Regions from separate parts of the Mus musculus genome. Here region 1 is linked to region 2. Evidence: chromatin contacts called from public HiChIP or PLAC-seq data. All regions are on one chromosome and are shown on one strand. Each heading gives the region's core, a stretch centred on a gene start, on an enhancer-like site or on the middle of the called end of the contact. The rest is flanking DNA. Distances are from core to core; before and after follow the strand shown.

Evidence for each region. HiChIP or PLAC-seq counts read pairs in DNA pulled down with a chosen protein or histone mark.
Region 1: a contact with region 2 is called in a FOXA1 HiChIP or PLAC-seq map of pancreatic cancer cells. The contact joins two enhancer-like sites. A contact is called at or near these places in 1 of 484 Hi-C or Micro-C datasets (myocytes) and 2 of 115 datasets of contacts at active chromatin or transcription factors (bone marrow-derived macrophages and pancreatic cancer cells).

Annotation. Positions count from the first base shown.
Region 1 is chr14:76,612,392-76,617,852 of GRCm38.p6, reverse strand. No RefSeq gene overlaps it. Among named protein-coding and RNA genes, the nearest start is that of Serp2, 58 kb to the right of the region's middle. Within about 2 kb of position 1,437, at least 52 of the 459 cell types and tissues checked have an H3K27ac peak or open chromatin away from gene starts, as enhancers often do. A contact at or near this core is called in pancreatic cancer cells, where this site is marked.
Region 2 is chr14:75,831,671-75,837,179 of GRCm38.p6, reverse strand. No RefSeq gene overlaps it. Among named protein-coding and RNA genes, the nearest start is that of Gm4285, 11 kb to the left of the region's middle. Within about 2 kb of position 2,784, at least 407 of the 459 cell types and tissues checked have an H3K27ac peak or open chromatin away from gene starts, as enhancers often do. A contact at or near this core is called in pancreatic cancer cells, where this site is marked.

The DNA.
Region 1 (5,461 bases), core at 188-2,687, 780 kb before region 2:
ATCCTTCAGTGTGTTAGCAGAGACAATCTCCAGGCACTTTTAAGGACAAAAGAAGATTCCACGAAGCAAGTTCCTCGGTGTCTTGCTACTCGGCTCTACTGTGAACCATTGGCAAGCTTTCCTAAGCGGGGCTTCTCAAAAAACACAGTCCAGAAGGCAGGCTCGGAATTGCAGCCTGGCTGCAGGCCACAGCACAGCAGATGCACGTATTCATAAGCACGTCAAATACATCACTCAAGGCCTAAATTCGCAGGCCCGACACTGATCTGGGAAGTTGGACACTGGACAGCTCAAAGCCTCCTGGATGGAATTGCTACAATTATTTTACTGGGGGAACCTGTGCTAGAAGCACACAAAGCGACACAGAAAAGGTTATCTTCATTATCGGAGAAAAAACAATCCCAAAGGACATTGCCAAGCTAGGGAGGGTCCGATAACCCAAGAGCGCTGGGCAGGCAATACACAAGATACATGGATCTGCAGCTAAAGCCTTTTGCCTTTGGGCTGAAGCATCTTTGAACATTCAGTATACGATGAACCCCTATGAACTAGCTACCACACTTGGTGCAACAGGAAACAAATGGAAATGAAATCTGGCTCCCATCAGGTAGGATAAAGATAAAGTGTCTGCACTATTTAAGTAGAGGGCTCCCCCTATACTGGGGAAGCTAAAGACAGCTCACTGGAGGGAACCACGTCTTCCAAAGGACCAAGGATCCAGGCACGGGTAGGCACCAAGAGAAGACATTTACTGGACCCATACATGTGCAGAGGTATTCTGCCAGAGGTGTTACTACATAGTGCGCCCCTTTCCTGGCTGCTGAGAATTGAAGGGTTCCCAGCTGTTGTATGTCTTTAGAAGTTTTCCTCTGCTGTCCACAGCACCTCACCGTCCCAGGCTCGTGGGTTAGTGTCTTCATCCGCAACTGCTGGTATCATTTTGGACAGGTTCTGGAGACATCTTTAGGAAGTCAGACCCTAGTAGATTAGCAAGGAAGAGACCTGGAGCAAGAAGTCCCCAGCCCTTTCTGTCCCCCTTCTCTCACGCTGACTCCTGCCTACCACAGAAGAGTTTAGCTAGCTCAAGTCGCATCCCTTTCACCTCTCAAGCCAGTTCCTGTCTGCTATAGAATTCAACTTTTAGCTATTCCAAGCCCCACCCCCACTAGGCACACCCCATATCCCTGAACCTAGTGATGTGCTAAAACACCTATCTATTTTTCTTTTCTTTTTTTTTTTTAGACAGTTACATCACAATTTAATCATCAGAGTCAATGCAATCACTTTCAAAACTCTCCTTGTGGGAGATTAATCACTTCCTCCGTTGCAGCCACCACCCATATAATTTAGGGATTCCTCTCTGGGGCTTGTCCCCAGCATGCTTTCCATGTGCAGCTGAGCACGGTAGCCTCTAGCAACTCTGTCCTTTGAAGTGAGGGTGTCATTCAGAACCATGACTGGTGAGTGTGTCTGCGGATTTGGGAATTCCACAGTGTGCACCTCCTAAGTTGACCACGGCCACATAAGCTCCTCCTCCCACAGGGCTGCTGAAACCTAACCTAGCCCAATGGTGGCAGATATTTGCCATGTAAAGTGACTTTTCAGGCCATTTGAGTCTTTGCCTGATGAGTAACACAGATATAGATCCATCCGGTTAAGAAATATTTATCAGAGAACTTTCCACATGCCCAAAACCCACACTGCAAGTGGAGCTGTAAAACCAAACCAAACAGATCTGTATTCACATAGGGCCCAGATTCTGTTAGAGGCCAATTATCAGAAAATAGACAATAGAAGATAGCGCAATGAATGTCACCATACAGACACACCCAGAGATGCCGGAGGAAAGGATACTTGAAGGATAAAGAAACCCTTAGGCGCTCTGTTTTAAAGGAAGATTAGGAATTTGCTGAATAGTTAGGGAGGTGAGGGTGTGAACTCCTAACAGAATTTTGAGGTTGTGGGACTCAGCTGTGTAAAGTGGGGGCTGGTTGAATAACAGTGGAGATAAGAGGGGTCAGGGTGCTGCCCAAGGGCACGAGAACAGTGAGTAGTCATTGAAGAAAGGATACGGCAGAAGAAGAAGACAACAGCAACAGCAACTGATAAGCCAGAGCCACGGATCTGCTAATGGGATCATTTTGTTGTTTTTGCTCAGTAAGACACTCTGCTGTCCCTTCCTTCACAGAACAGAAACTGAGGCCAAGGAGCTTAGAAACCTATTCAAGGTCACCCAGCAGCAAATGAGACTACTGGGATTCAAACTGCTGACTAAACTTAGGGTTGCCTCCTCAAAGAAATCCAGCTGATGGAGTGAGCTGATTAACACCCCTTGAAGGGCCATTTTGAAGCCTAAGTAAATAAACGGTATTCAGCAAAGGCACGGTTCAAGCACGGCCCTGAAAACCAGTAATGTTAAACCTCTCAAAGGCAGGTCAGTGGCAAACATTTGTTATCATGCACAGCACTCGCCTCTCATTGCTCCGCCAAAATTGTGCACACACCGAGGATCTACTGTAGATCCGCCCATCTACCTGTGCAAACAGTGTAATGCGTAGATCAGGAATCCTAAAAAACAACCATGCCCTTTTACCTAAATCGAAAGCAGCCTGCATATCACGTGCTGGGGCAATGGTTTGGCAGTTGTCTTAGGGTAAGTCGATGGTAATGTATGGAGTCCTTTAGTGTGGGCTTTGTGGGGATCTCACAACAGTACAGGTAAAGCATTCGTAAGAAGAAAACTGAAGAGAGGAAGGCAGGGCATCACTGGTCTTCATAAGAAACATGGCCTGGCAATCCTACAGATCTCAGCTTTGTAGAAACATCCCGCTGTGGCACGCAGTCTTCCCTCTCACCACACAGTGAATGGAAGTGTTAAGTCTACCCTGCAAGACCCTGAATGAGTCTATGAACTTGGGACTTGCTTATAAATCAATGCAACTAAATCCTGCCAATGAAGTCTAGGTTTCATTACATCACATCAGCAGGGCGTGTCCCTAAGGTCACCTAAATATGCAACGTGGGAACATCCTTTTCCCTTCCCTGGAGTCCTGGAGGAGAGAGCACAGGGCTGGGCTAGCCCCAGTAATAGTGGCCTAGATTAGTTCACAGTCTGTACGAGTCTCCTCTCTGGAAAACTAGCTTTGAAATCTAGGAATGCCAAAATAAAACCCAATTAAACAAACAAACCACTATCATTTTGGAAATCCAAAGCAAACAACTGAAATAGAGATTATTAAATTCAAGAATGTTCATAGCCTATCATTACTCGCAAGCACATGTGTGTTATGGTTACAACGATTTGAAACTATAGAAGTTGCTTTAAAAAAAAAACAAGAAGTAAGGACAATTCTATTTGGGTGAAAGAATTTTTAGTAATATTTTTCTTTTAAAACATTGCAAGTGTAATATTTTTGCTTCTCAACAAGCAACATTCACAAGTGATTTATTACTGTGCTGCTACATTCTTGTAGGTTGGACTCATTTGGCTTAATATGAAATAGTTTTTACTACCTTTTCAATGATTTCTGGCTGTGATAAATAGGTAAGAGCTGGAGGGGAGAATTAAGCAGGAAATGGACAGAAAACTAACAGAGAACACTGCTCTGGCATTTGACCAAAGGATGGCTCAAAGAACCATGTCACCGTCTGCTTGTCTCTCGGTCTCTCTGTCTCTCTGTCTCTCTCTCATACACACACACACACACACACACACACACACACACACACACACACAACACAGCAGGGTTCAGTCTGCCAAGCGGGGTTAATACTTGTCCACTCAACCAAAGAAACGTATTCATACTTCCCCTGATAACTTAGAAGGAGCTAGAGCAGTGGTAGGATCAACATGATGCTGAGAACTGGGAGGAAGATTGTATGAGGGAAGCAGTTGTCTTGTAGTCATGAAAACCAGCTCTGGGAAGCAGTTTGCTTCTCCCTTTTCACGTCAACTAGCGATGACCTCCATCCATTTGTCACATGGCTGTGTTGCAGACATGAGAGGAGAAGACAAAGCCCAAGGGAGAACTCTGCCTGATCTTAGCACAAACTTTCCCCGGGGGACTAGCCGCAGAGAAGGAACCTAAGAAACTACTGTATCAGCCACCTTGGGATGTCGTAACAGTGTAGGCTGCTGTGATAAACACCATGACCAAAAACAACTCATGGAAAAATGACTATTTTGGGTTACTGTTCCAGAGGGAGAGACCGTACACCCAGGGGAGACATGGCAGAGGTGGCCAGAACAGGAGGCTAAGACATCACATCTGCAGAAAGCAGGGAGAACAATCTGGAAATAGGAAAAAGGCATAAATCCTAAAGCCCGCCCCCAACCCATGTTTCCCCCAATAAGACTGGACCTCCTAAAGGTTCTAAGACCTCCCCCAAACAGCACAGCCAATGCAGGAGACCAAGGGCTCAGACACATGAGCCTGTAGAGAGCGGCTTTTATTCAGACCATCGCATCTTACTCCCTGACCGCCATAAGCCCGTGGTACCTGCCTTGCTGTGCTCTCACACGGTAGAAAGAGGAAAAACTCTTTGGTGTCTCTTCTTAAAGGGACACAAATCCCATAGGGTTAGATTCAGTTCATCTTAATTATTTCCTAAAGAGGCTCCATGCACAAATACAGCCACAATGGGCACGAAGGAGCCAGCACATGAACACGTGGGTCAGGGCACAAACACACACATACCCTTGATATGTGTGCTTTCTGCCTTTGTGGGAGGAAAGAGCCACACTTGTTTAGGTGCTTGAATCTTGCAATTTCCCAAAGCCTTACTGCTGCTATCAGAGGAGCCATTGGCAGTCGCTGGCTGCTGAGGTAGAGGCTCCCTTGGTCTGTTGCTCGTGCCTCAGTGGGAGGCTGCCCACTCACACTTAGGTAAGCAATGGTATTTGAACTTAAGCGGTTACTAATAACAATAAAATTAAGGATGAAAAGAAGGTTTGAAGCTGGACTCGGGAGATGGAGTTAGGGGAAGTAGAAGAAATTGGAGGGAGGTAGCAGTGAGCGGATAAGATAAACATACACTTCATAAATGTATGGAACTTTTTTTTGTTGTTTTGGTTTTTCGAGACAGGGTTTCTCTGTATAGCCCTGACTGTCCTGGAACTCACTCTGTAGACCAGGCTGGCCTCAAACTCAGAAATCCACCTGCCTCTGCCTCCGGAGTGCTGGGATTAAAGGTGTGTGCCACCACTGCCTGGCATGGAACTTTTAAAGAATAAAAATATTATTTTAAAGGCCCCCATTGTCTTTTCATTTAGTATAAATAAAGCTTAATAATAATGCAGAGAAGGCAAAGGGATAAAACAGCCTACAAGACAATCAGTGACAAAGACCCAACAGAGGCAAGGAGCAGTAGAAATTACACCATTTAGTTTAAACCTGGATGAGATCATGTATTTCCAATGAAACTCAAATTTTTTTCATTTTAATAATTGACCTCCCTGAGA
Region 2 (5,509 bases), core at 1,535-4,034:
ATTTGGAGCACATATGGGTTTCATTCTGCTACCCTGTGCCTGCTTGGTAGCAGCTCTTGTGTGCAGCACAACTTCCTTCAAAAATTATTGAAGTAGCTGGGCAGTTGTGGCGCACGCCTTTAATCTCAGAACTCTGGAGGCAGAAGCAAGCAGATCTCTGAGTTGGAGGCCAGCCTGGTCTACAGAGTGAATTCCAGGACAGCCAGGGCTACACAGAAAAACCTTGTCTCACAAACAACAACAACAGCAACAACATTTGGTGTGGTAATTAGTGCAAACAAAAAATGCAAATGAGATAAGACAAAGCCAGAAAAAAAGCAAATTAGATGTCAGTAAGTCTAAAAAACTAGAGGCAAGCTCTAGATTTGAGTGCCAGCTTTTTAGCAACCAAAGAGGAATATAACTCATTATGAGTCATTATTAGCACTAAGCTTTGTGGTACAGGCCTGTAATCAGTAACAGGAGCTGAGGCAGAACAATTTCGATAACTTAACATGACCATGCCTCAAAATAAAAAATAATTTAAGCCGGGCGTGGTTGCAGGAGAGCCAAGGCTGGGCTGTTACATAGAGAAATCCTGTCTCAGAAGACAAAAAACCAAACCCCCCACAAAACAAAAACAAAAACAAAAACAGAAACCTTTCTAAAAAAGACAAAGTGTAATAAACATATGGCAAGTGTACATTTTTGAAGGATACAGTCTAATTTTTCATAAATACAACTCATGCAACTAGTACCTAGAGCTATAACTAACTACAAGCGCCCCAGAGCCCCCTACTTTGCTCCTAGAACAGCATTAAAGAACACATCAATGCATTTATCTGCTGAGTAGGTTATGCCTAAATTGACCTACGTAGACCAACAGATACTCCTTCCTAATTTAATTCATTGATTTTTTTTATGTTAGAATTCAAAGTATCGGGTTTGATTGTGGTATTTTCACACACAATGGGTCATTTTATTTTATTTTATTTTGGTTTTTCAAGATAGGGTTTCTCTGTGTAGCCCTGGCTGTCCTGGAACTCACTCTGAAGACCAGGCTGGCCTCGAACTCAGAAATTCACCTGCCTCTGCCTCTCAAGAGGATTAAAGGCGTGCGCCACCTCCGCCCAGCACAATGGGTCATTTTACTTTGTTCAGCTCATTGCCCTCCTCCACTACTCCCACTATGTCCCTGTAAGATTAAACTTGGTTGCCAATTTAATGGGATTTAAAATCGTCATGGAAACAAATCTCTGCGCAAGTCTGTGAGGCTTTTATAGGTGTGGTAAATTAAGACATGAAGACACTGCTAAAGGTATAATCAAATGAAAAAATGTGAAAGTAAGTAAATAAATAAATAGATGGCCGGTGATGGTGACAGGTGCCTAATTTAATCCTAGCACTCAGGAGGCAGAGATAGGTGGATCTCTAGTTCCGGTCTATCCTGGTCTACAGAGAGTTCCAGGACAGCTAGGGCTATACAGAGAAACCCGGTCTCAAACAACAACAAAAAACCCAAACAAACAGAAAAACGAAGAAAAGGGAGAAAGAAGTAGGAGAGGGGAGAGAAAGAAAGGAGAGGAGACAGGAGGGGAGGGGAGGGAAGGAGAACATAATGGAGGGGAGGGAACAGGAGGGGACCGGAGAGGAGAGGGCAGAGGAGGAGAGGAGGGAGAGGGGAAAGAAAAGGAGGGGAGCGGAGAGGAAAGAAAGAAGAGGCGAGAAAAAAGAAAAGAATGAACAACGCAACTACTTATTTCCACTTCTCAGAAACTGGGACCACTGGTCCTGGCCAGAGGTGCGGCAGGTGAGTTGAATTTGTCTCTGCTGAAGCTGTGCTGAGCTCTTTGCTGCTCCTTTCTTTGCGCACTAGGGGCCACTACTGCCACTTTTGGCTTTGAGGTCTGTGGCTGGGGCTGCTTTCTCAGCCTCCCAAGGCTCCCTCCCTAGCATCCCCAAGACTTCGAAGCCTGCGATGCCCAAAGCAGCTGAAGCAGCTGGCAGGGCACCCAGCTGCCTTGGGGACGAAGTAAGCAACCACAGCAGGTGGAGGTCTTCCAAGCGCAGCTCAGGCTGCTGAGAGACGCGGCTGTGGCTAGCAAGGGGCGCGCTGAAGTTTCAACTCTAGCAGTTCTATAGCAGTGACAGCAGCCAGGTGGCTTTAGATCTAGGCTAGAGGGTGACCTGATCCCACTGTGGACCGCAGGCTGCCAGACTCCAGGGTTGTTCTCAGCTAGTGAGATCAGCTCTCAGAAACCCAGGTGGGAGTTGATTTTCCGCTATGCGCTCACTTCCGGATTCCTGCCAACCTGCACTCTTGGTCTTGTCTGAGTCTCACCCTTCCACTCCCCACAACTGCCTCCCAGAGTTGCTTCTCATCCTGGGGTTATGGCGGGTTAAATTTGGGGTTCCCTGTTCTTTTCTCAGGCTCTCGGGATAGCTCAGTTACAAAACGTAGATCTTCTCTGTCGATGGCACGCAACCTCTGAGTCATACAGAGGGATCCCTGCCCGCTTCACCGAGGAGTCATTGTCTCACCAAACCTCACAGCTAGTTTTGAGGCTTGTGAGTATTGTGAGCTTGCCATGAGGGAGGCCTGTCTTCACCAGAGCCGCTGGGTTTGCCTTTAGAAGCAGCCTCCTGCCTTCCTGTTCTCCTGTGGAGCTGCGGGTATGGAGACATGGTTCCTCTTGTCTTCTCTGTGACTCGTGGGTCCTTTCTTAAGACTTAGGCACCCCTACCCATCACCACCTTCGAAAAGTTTTAATCTGCATATCTCCTCCCCTTCTTTTCCACTAACTTACAAGTGGAAAAATGCAGATCATGTGACCTGTCTCTGTCCAGTCCGGATGTGTGTGGCTCATGTCCCTGTGTTCTGTGTGGATTTCCGGCAAGGGTTTCCTGCCAGATTCAGAAGTTTAAGAAGACTCATATTGGCTCTTGGGTAGCTTGGGTTTTCTATTAGGAGGCTGCTATGTCAGGCATTGGCTCTTCCTTGATTTTGAGGTTTTGATAGCATGAGGTTAGGACGCACAGGATAAAGCAGTTTCCTGAAAGTTCGGATGGAGCTGTGCTTGAGAGGGCAACTTCTCTAATCTCCTGGCTCCCCCCCCTCCCCCCACTGTTTCCATGGCAGCGTCTGCTCTTGGATTTCCTGGCTCTGTTTCCCTCCTGTTACATGCACCTTCTTTCTTCTTAAATTTTTTTTTCTAATATTTATGTGTGTGTGTGTGTGTGTGTGTGTGTGTGTGTGTGTGTGTGTGTGTGCACATGTGAACCAGTCGTGGCGTTCTTGTGAATGTCAGGACAATTTGCGGGAGTCAGTTTCCTCTTTCCATCATGTGTGTCGCTGGGATTGAACTCAGATCAGACTTTGACCCTTACCTTTTATTGCCCGAGCCCTCCTTTCTACAGCTCCTCCAGCTTGGCTGCCCCAGCATCTTCAGTTCCACTGTGGACTCCTTGCCTCCCATGCCTCTGCCGCTGGCTGCTGGCTTCAGTGCTTCCCAGACACTCTGGGTTTCTTGGCGTTTTCCTGTTCTCAGGCCCGTGGGTGCTGTGGATTGAACATGCGTTCTCATCACTAGAGGTCACACTGAAAGCTCCAGTGTAGGAGTGTTGAGAAGTCCTGGGACCTTTAAAAGGTGTGTACATCAAATCGCACCCGCCCTCATTGTTGTGCTTTAAAAAAGACGAGGATGTGTTTAGTAGGGCACAGTATGGTGAGGTGGGAGGGGTGCCTTGGCGGGCTCATACTGAAGCATCCCTTCCTCCTGAGGTACCAGCCTAAGGAGATATATGCTATAGAATAGAGTATTTGGGGGCATGGAAAGAGGAGCTGAGAAGGGACAAAGGAGGACAGAGAGAAAGAAAAGAGAGAGAGAGAGAAGAGGAGGGGAGAGGCTGGCCAGGAACATGCAGAGAGAGGGGATGGAGGGGGAAGGGAAGAGAGGGAGAAAGGGGTCAGGGAGAGAAGAGAGACAGAAGGGGCAGAGACATGGAGGAGGAGCCAAACTGTCACTTTTGTAGAAAGCCACGCCTACCTGGCTGTTGCCAGGTAACTGAGCCTAGAAGGAATGCCAACATTCATGAACGAAATAATTCCAGTTTAGGGCACCGAAACTTCTTACTTCTTATTCTGAAGAACTGTTTTGGTTACCACGGTGTGTGTGATGTGTGTGTGTGTGTGTGTGTGTGTGTGTGTGTGTGTGTAGGACTTGGGTTTGGTTCCCATCACCCACGTGGTGCCTCACTACTGACTCCAGTTCCAACCAATCCCAGTTCTACCAGCACCACTCTCTCCACACCTCCCTGGGTACCTGGCACACAGGTGGTTAATATACATACAGGCAAAACATTTTTTGTTTTGTTTTTGTTTTTTGTTTTTTGAGACAGGGTTTCTCTGTGTAGCCCTGGCTGTCCTGGAGCTCACTCTGTAGACCAGGTTAGCCTCGAACTCAGGAATCCGCCTGCCTCTGCCTCCCGGGTACTAGGATTAAAGGCATGTGCTACCACTGCCCGGTGTCAGGCAAAACATTTATACACATAAACCTAAAAGATTTTTTTAAAGATTTGTTTAATTTATGTGAGTACACTGTCACTGTCTTCAGACATACCAGAATAGGGCATCAGATAGTTGTGAGCCACCATGTAGTTGCTGGGAATTGAACTCAGGACTTCTGGAAGAGCAGTCAGTGCTCTTAACTGCTAAGCCATCTCTCCAGCTCCCAAAAGATCTTTTTAAAAGTCTGGCACATAACAGTTTATTGTTACTTTGTGTGGTAAAGTACTTGGCAGCACTGGGCGTGATGGCACACCCCTTTAATCTCAGCACCCTGGAAGTAGAGGTAGGCATAGCCCTTGAGTTCAAGCCAACCTGGTTTATAAATTGACTTCTAGGACAAACAGGGAGTGGCATTATTAGGAGATGTGGCCCAGTTGGAGTAGGTGTGGCTATGTTGGAGGAAGTGTGTCACTGTGGAGGGTGGGGTGGACTTTAATACCCTAGCTGCCTGGAGAGCAGTCTTCTTTAGACTCAAGAAGTAGAACTCTTAGTTCCTTCTCCAGCACCGTGTCTGCCTGCATGCTGCCATGCTTCCTGCCATGATGATAATGGACTGAACCTTTAAGCCAGTCCCAATTAAATGTTGTCCTCATAAGAGTTGCCTTGGTCATGGTGTCTCTTCACAGCAATGGAAACCCTAACTAAGACAGTATGATAAAAGATACAGGAGCTGGTGAGATGGCTCAGCAGTTAAGAGCACCTACTGCTCTTCCAAAGGTCCTGAGTTCAAATCTTAGCAACCACATGGTGGCTCACAACCATCTGTAATGAGATCTGATGCCCTCTTCTGGTGTGTCTGAAGATAGCTACAGTGTACTTATATATAAATATAAACATAAATATAAATATAAATATATATATATATTTTTTTTTGGGTTTTTTTGGTTTTTTGAGACATGGTTTCTCCTACCTTCATGTCCCTGGTGCTGGGTGGAAAGTGTGTGTCATTATATATTGTTCACA